Linked DNA regions of Triticum aestivum: region 2 is linked to region 1. The links are chromatin contacts, called in public Hi-C maps. All regions are on one chromosome and are shown on one strand. Each heading gives the region's core, a stretch centred on a gene start, on an enhancer-like site or on the middle of the called end of the contact. The rest is flanking DNA. Distances are from core to core; before and after follow the strand shown.

The links. A called contact is a pair of places that touch in the nucleus more often than the background predicts.
Region 2: a Hi-C map of leaf shows a contact between it and region 1, with 2.8 times the contacts expected there. The contact joins the promoter of LOC123123128 here to the enhancer-like site in region 1. A contact is called at or near these places in 3 of 5 Hi-C or Micro-C datasets (all in leaf).

Annotation. Positions count from the first base shown.
Region 1 is chr5D:493,471,673-493,475,225 of IWGSC CS RefSeq v2.1, reverse strand. It overlaps the pseudogene LOC123120980. Among protein-coding and RNA genes, the nearest start is that of LOC123123126, 11 kb to the right of the region's middle. Within about 2 kb of position 1,660, at least 7 of the 8 cell types and tissues checked have an H3K27ac peak or open chromatin away from gene starts, as enhancers often do. A contact at or near this core is called in leaf, where this site is marked.
Region 2 is chr5D:493,523,204-493,527,183 of IWGSC CS RefSeq v2.1, reverse strand. It overlaps LOC123123128 (probable glutamate carboxypeptidase PLA3), which reads right to left and starts at 1,971. Exons shown (of 10, transcript XM_044543579.1): 1 at 847-1,971. The coding sequence starts at 1,785. LOC123125691 (probable carboxylesterase 15) reads right to left here and starts at 3,873. Exons shown (of 1, transcript XM_044546164.1): 1 at 2,640-3,873. The coding sequence starts at 3,671. The coding sequence ends at 2,736.

The DNA.
Region 1 (3,553 bases), core at 411-2,910:
ACTGTCTCTGAAATCAGAAACATTACGGAGCCTAGTTTGCATGCTTGTGCTAGTCAACACAGAGATCACAAAAATACATGGCATACACCACTGAAAAGATGGCATGGCATACAACAAAACACATGTAGAGCTCATGCCCATAAGATGCACAGATTAAATGATACAAAAATGACAAATCTCCAAGTTCTGATAAGAACCAGCAGATAACAACAACTAGCCCTCTTGCAATAGAGATTTGGGCATCAAGATGGCCTATAATGAACATGGTGCAATTGAACAAAATGTAGAGAATCACGAGACGAACAATTTGACATATTACACACGCAAAACGAAGCTACATGTAGAAAGTTATGGAGCGTTGAACAGGTACAAATGCTGTAACAGGAAAAGACTTGGAATAATCGGGGGGAATCTTGGGTCAACCTTCGGTCAACCTGGATCCAGATCGAGGGCTCGGGCTCCCGAAGCGGCGGCGCGGGCGGCTCGCCAGAGAGGACGGGCGGCGGGAGAGGGCCGGCGGCCGACGACGGAGGGGAGGAGGCGCGGCGGCGGCGGAGAAGAGGGGCGGCGCCCGGGCGGCGGCGTGGCCGGACGGCGAGGTGCGGGCGGCGACGGGCGTGGCGCGCGGCGGTGGTGCGGCGACGAGGCGGCGCCGGCCGGCGGGCGGCGGGGAGCCGCGGCGGCGCGCGGGCTCGCGGGGGAGGCATCGGCCGCGGCGGCGCGGGGACGGCGGCGGTGACGTGTCACGCTGTGGTTGGTCGGGGCGGCGGAGCGGACATGTCTGTCGGTGGCAGTTTTTGTCCGGCGGCGCGGAGGGGACGAAGTTAGGGTTGGACTGCGAATGTATACGGGAGGGGATGCACTTATATAGCTAGAGGGAGCTAGGAGAGTCCAAATGAGGTGCGATTTTCGCCCACACGATCGTGATCGAACGACCTAGAGCATGGAAGAGAGTTTGGTGGGTTTTGGGCTGGTTTTTAGGGGTTTTTTGCTGGAACACACAAATGGACTTTGCGGATGCCCGGTTAACCGTTGGAGTACCAAACGACCTCCAAATGGAACGAAACTTGACCGATGGTCTACCGGTGGTATACTAAGGCCACTTGACAAGCCTCGTTCCATTCCGAGAAAGTTTGACACCCGCTCACGAAAGAAAACAAGAGGGGTGCACCGGAGGAGATGGGAGCGCCGGATTGCAAAACGGACAACGGGGAAAATGCTCGGATACATAAGACGAACACGTATGCAAATGCAATGTACATGATGACATGATATAAAATGCATGACATGAACAAAATGCAAAACGACAAACAGAACGGACCACGAAAGGAATATCATAGCACATAGCCGAAAATGGCAAGAGTTGGAGTTACAAATATGGCAAGTTACATCCGGGGTGTTACATCTTTTCAAAATCAGTAAACTATTTTTGATTTCACAATTATTTTAAACTGTATTAAAACCAGCCGGTTTTTTCCCTACCAGACCAGCAAACACACACACACAAAAAACTAACAGGCGAAGCATGAGGCCGAACGAGAGAGAGCGGGCGAAGCGAGCGAGAAAAAGAGCGAAGTTGGGCCGGGTACTTCTGCTCGCTGTGTGCGTGTGCGGATCAGTCCCACCGAAAATACGGCCCAGTTCCTCTCGCGAACGGCCCAGGTTACACGTAAGTTTGGCCCGCTCCATGTGTACCCATCCTGCTCCCCTGAACGAGACGGACACGGACCGGGAAACGCTCCCGTGTCTCTCTCTTACATAGGCGGCGGAACGGGACGGCCGCCCAGATCGCCGCCGCCGCGTTCGACGAGGGAGCCGGGGCACTGCAAGCCGGCCTACAGAATATAGAGAGAGACTGGTTCGGGGATGTTCGGACGGCCCAGCGGCGCGGCAGCTTCGTGGGTGGTGGGGCGGACGAGCATCTCTACGACGACCCGGACGCCGCCGCCATCCCAGCGCTCCTCGACTCCCGCTTCGACGGCGAGCAGGTCGACGCTCAAGCGCCTCCTGGCCCTCCTCTCGCAGGGCTTCTACGTCGCCCGCCTCTTCCCGCAGGTCCCGCGTCCCACTCCTCGTCTCGTCTCATCTCATCTCGCGTTTGCATCACAATCTTGTTATAGTTTCTTAGTTGTTTGTATGCATTGGGCATAGGATTGGAATAATATGAACATCTTAGAGCATCTCTAGCAGATTTCCTAAACTTTAATCCCTATAATTGACATTTGGTTCACGCAATTCATTGAACACTTTGCCCGCAAGCACGCCGTACACACACATTGAGCTAAATCCACCGCACACACATTGAATTTGATAAATTCATCATGCATACATTGAAAAAAAAAACATTGGCAGCTTTCCATTATGAACCGAACCCAACTAATTCAAACCATCATATAGATTCTGCAAAATAAACCATTGACATGGTTGCTGCCGTTGTCCGTACCCCACAAATCAAACCCAACCCAAGTCAAAAGCTAGTGTCTCTAGTTCCTCATCAAATCTACATGAAATTTATACATATACATACTACACAGCTGGCTCCCACCCGTCATCCTCTCCCTTTTCTCTCTCCCGCCGCCAAGTGAGCCTTAGCTGCTGAGTACTGCTATGCGGTCCATGCGATTTAGCGATATGTTTAGAAAGCAGTGGAAGAAAATAGCCCGCCTAGGCGAAGCTTAACCTTTCTAGGATGTAGGCAACAAGAAAACACCTAGCAATTCCTTTATCCTCGGTAGGAAGTTTAGATCTCCATATAATGAGCTCCAATATTATTACGGGCTTATAAGGATGGCTAGTAGAGTTTGTTAATAATTCTGGCAAATATATTTGTGTAGGTGATCAATAGTATCCATATATAGTTTGATTCTGCTATATGATGTAATATTTTATTCAAATGTCTCGTGGAACTGGCCCCTGTCCGCTAGATGCAACAAATGACAATAGTTTCTGTGGTTCCTTTTTAACATGCAAAAAGCGGTAACACACTGCATTGATGATTGTCTATCGGCACAGAGCCAAATATTTGATTATCTCATGTAGTACATAAATGATGTGATTTCCAGTAATATTTTCAGTCAGCTCTGAATGTTATTAGTTTGTTACTTATGTACTGACATTATTGTCCTGTTTTATGTTGTCCACATGAAGGTTGTTCTTCTCACTCAACAGATCTGCAGCTATCAGTAATATAATGAGTTGTTGTTTTGTTTCCAGGCCATGGTTCTTCCATCCCACCCTTATCTTCTCAAGGAAACACACATCAGTATTATTCATATGGTGGTGGATACCAGAGTGGTAGTACCACAAAAAAGATTGATATCCCAAATGGAAGGTATGCTACTTGGGAGTTTACTCGTTTGGTTTCTGCATTCTTGCAGTTGATACAAGGTTGCATGAGTGCAGTTTTTTTGCTCTGCTAACTTAATTTTCGTAACTTCTTTTAGATTGGTGTTATCATTGGAAAAGCTGGAGAAACTATACAACATATCCAACTTCAGTCAGGGGCAAAGATCCAAGTTACAAGGGACATGGATGTTCAACCCAGGTCACAGAC
Region 2 (3,980 bases), core at 722-3,221, 52 kb before region 1:
TTTGTCCAGCACTACCTGGCCCACCCAAAAATGACAAAATGGTATACATCATCAACAGAACAAAGTCACCCAAAGGTTGCAAAATTTACAGCACCGAAATGTTCTGTTATTTCATACTCAAATTACTTTGCTATATCGCCAGAAAAATCTCCCTTCACAAATTATAATCCATATTCTGAGAATGCGAAAGGATTAAGGATGTTATGGAACCATGAGAAAGGGAAGCAAAAATTACCACTCTACATATATTAGTGACTTACAAATGGAGGAGAGCAAAGATGCGATAAATGTGGGCAGACAAGGAAGCCATTATCTGCCTTTCATGAATAAAGTGAGGAAGTATATACACAGCAAAAGAAGGAGGCATCCAAGCTCCCTTCACCGTGTATCCGTAACAATAATCTTCAGAAAGCCAACCAACCTGTACTGGCAGCAAAAACTACCTGGGGGCGCACTAAACACCAAACAGAGCCGCTATTTGACACAGTCTTTGCTTTGCCATGGAAAAAGATCAAAAGATGCAAGGACCGCTGGAACCATATCCCAAATAGTGAGGTCGACAACGACATGAGTCACTGTAATTCCCTGCTTAAATTTGGTAGTAGCAGTAGTACAAATGTACAATACAGATGCAGGCCACAGACCACACACTCTACCAGATTAAGCAAACGTCAACCTCGGTGAGTTCCTAACAAAAATGGGTCAAATTAGCAGCCTATCTATGGAAACCCCAAAATTCAGGTGGTCGGTCGACGGAATTTCCCGTTTTCGCGTCCTTCTTGTCCGCCTCTGTCTGTACATGGCGACAGCAAAATACCAAACCAATGCCTATGTACACCTGAATACCTGGTAGGTGAAGTTGACCAGCGTGGGGCCTGGTCCGACGCCGCCGGCGTGGCCCTCGAGCCCGAGCCCCGCGCGCCACTCCGCCGGCAAGGCCGGCCCGCCCAGGCTCCGCACGATGGCCGAGGCCGTGTCGGCCGACACCGGCATGGACGGGATCGTCGGGAACCGCCGCCGGACCGCCTCGTGGTCGAACCCTAGCCGCTCCGCGCCGTCCGCCGCGGCCCAGCCGGGCGTGAGCGGGTCGCCGGGGCCCCCCAGGAGGACTGTGCCCCTCTCGACGCCGCCGTCCGCGCGGCCGGCGATGAGCACTGCGACGGCGCCCCTCCCCGCGGCGCGCGCCACCACCCCGCCGCGGTACCCGCCCCCGCGGACCGCCACGGCGACGCGGCCGCGGAGGGACACCCCGAGCCGGTCGAGCGCGGCGAGGTCCTCCTCGCGGCCCAGGTTGACGAACACCGCCTCCGCCACGGCCGCACCGGAGGGAGCATACGCGTGGTAGGGCCGCACGACGCGGCGGCCCGGGTCCGCCGGCTCGTCCGTCGACAGGTGCGCCAGGAGGGACCGGTCGGCGGCGAGCAGCGCGAGTGAGGCGTGCGCCCGGTACGAGAGCAGCGGTGCGTACTCGCGGGTCAGCGTCCTTAACCCCGCGGCGCGGAGCCGTGAGAGCACGTACGCGGCCACGCCCGCCGCCCCGGGCGTGCCCGCGAGGTGCGGCCCCGACGTGAGAGTGAGCAGGTCGGCGGCGATGCTGGCGTTGGCCCCCGGGGAGAGCGAGAGGAAGAGCGCGGCAGGGTCGGTGCCGGATTGGCCGGGGCGGGTCCCCGGCGGGCGGCCGTGGAGCACGAGCAGCGAGACGAGGAGCAGCAGGCCGAAGGGCAGGAGGAGGCGCGCGAGGCGGAGTGGCCGCGGCGAGGAAGACGGCGAGGAGGCGTGCGGCATTTCGCGGCGGCTGAGCCTGAGCGTGTGGGGGCTCGGAACACCAGCGGGCTTCGGGGGCGCGCCCACCACCCGTGCGCGGCTTTTACGGCCATGGAAAGGGGGCCGTTACCAACTTTAGCGCGGCTCGCCATCGCAGTACCCTGTACTCTACTTACTACAGTATACTGGTGGTCCTATACGTAGGAGTACGTTGTGGATGGGAAGATGCATGCTCTCGCCATTGCCGTTTCTTCAGATAAGTAAGAGTACGTGCGTAACGTACGAGTACTAGGCTTTACTACGAGCGGGGGTCCCGGGGAGCTTCCACTCGGAGCGAGTGCCGGCGGCGGGGCCGGCTGCGCTGCGCCGATTGGCCGGCCGGGGCGGTGCGCGGCGCACCTCGGCCCACTAGCGATGTGTGTGGGGGCGCGGGCTGTCGCCCCGCCGCCCGCGAGCGAGCTCCCTTTGCGACGTGCCGACTGCCGAGAGGGAGCGGGGCACGGACAGAGGACAGCGACCGGCGCACCTGTGGGCTGTGGCAGGCAGGTCGGTGCGTTTTGGGCTTTCGGATGCTCTCGGTGCCTGCCCTGTAGACCGATAGGGCATCGCACGTGGAAGAATGGGACGTGCTGGTTGTCGTCTCGCGGCGAACAAAGGTGTGTGTGCGTGCTCGTCCTTTATCCATGGGCATGTGCTTTATGTCACTTTGGATGAGACTCTGGCTAGCAGAGGCTGTGAGGTGAATAGTTGTGTTTTGCATCTTGCACTGCATTGCATTTGCAATTTTGCATACACCTCTCACGGAAGGAACTCCTCACAGCAGTGCCTGTGTGTCTCCATGTAAAGCTACTGGGAGTAGAATCTTCTTTCACATGTTTTAGTAGTAGTAGTAAAACAAAGAGAGATAGTAGTAGAAGTTTCGTAACTGAATCGCAAAACCCAGGAGAGAACTGTAAAACCGGACCACGGGTCTAGCCGTCGTCGCACACAAATCGCTTGACGGCCCGGACCACGCCGCTTCCGGCGTCGCCGTACGGCTCGATGACGAAGAACCCGTGGTCCTGCCCCTCGAACTCCACGAGCTCCACCGGCTTCCCCATCGCCTTCAACCTCGCGACGTAGTCCGCGGTTGGGCCGCGCAGCTGGTCGCGCTCGGCGGCCACCACGAGCATCGGCGGGAGCACGACGCCGTCCAGCGCCGGGCCCCCGGGCGCGAATGGGTTGGCCAGCGGGTGGTCGCGGTTCCTCGTGGACTCCGGCGGCAGCGCCAGGCGCCACAGCTGGTCGCACGCCGGCGCCCCGCCGAACAGCGGGCAGAGCATCGCGCACCCGGCGACGCGCGCGGGGTCGAGGCTGAGGCTGCCCAGCCCGAGACGGACGGACATGTGGTGGACGATGTTCCCGCCGGCCGAGTCGCCGCAAACGAACACCCGGCTCAAATCCGCCGACCCCGCGAGCCAGGGGTCGGCGCTCTCGGCCGCCGCCTGCCCGCGCACCCAGGACAGGAAGGTCGCCGCGTCGTCGAGGGCCGCGGGGAGGCGATGCTCCGGGGCGAGGCGGTAGTCCGCGGACAGCACCACGGCCGGGATCTCGCCGGCGAGGCGGAGGCAGCAGGCGTGGAAGTTGGGCATCTCGAAGCTGCCCATGAAGTACCCGCCGCCGTGGAAGTAGGCAAGCACCGGGAGCTTCTCGCCACAGGAGGCCGCCGGTGGCTTGTACACGCGGAGCTTGAGGTTGTGGTCGGCGTCGTACACGACGTCCTTCCACTCGACAACGGGCTGGTCGGGCGGCGGGGACGGGGAAGGGAGCGGGTTGTAGTCCGGGAAACGAATCACCGTGCCGTCGCTGAGGAGCTGGAGGAAAGGGCGCATATCCTCCACGACGTGCGGAGGGGAGGAGGACGCCATGCGGCGATGGGGCTATGAACTTGGCTGAGGCAGTTTACTTTTGACCACTGATGCCACTAGTCCGGTAGGCTAGCCGGCGGCGAGTAGTACTTATAGATATTCTGAAAAGTTAAACTCCATAAACTTTGATCAAGTTTATAAGGAAAATTATTTATATCTACAATACAAATATATACAATATGAAAGTACGTCTTGTGATGTATCCGAGGATATGTATTTGGTATTCTTGATCTATATTTTTTTTCCATATGAACTTGGTCAAAATCTATAAAGTTTGATTCTCAAAAAATATACGAACTACATTATGAG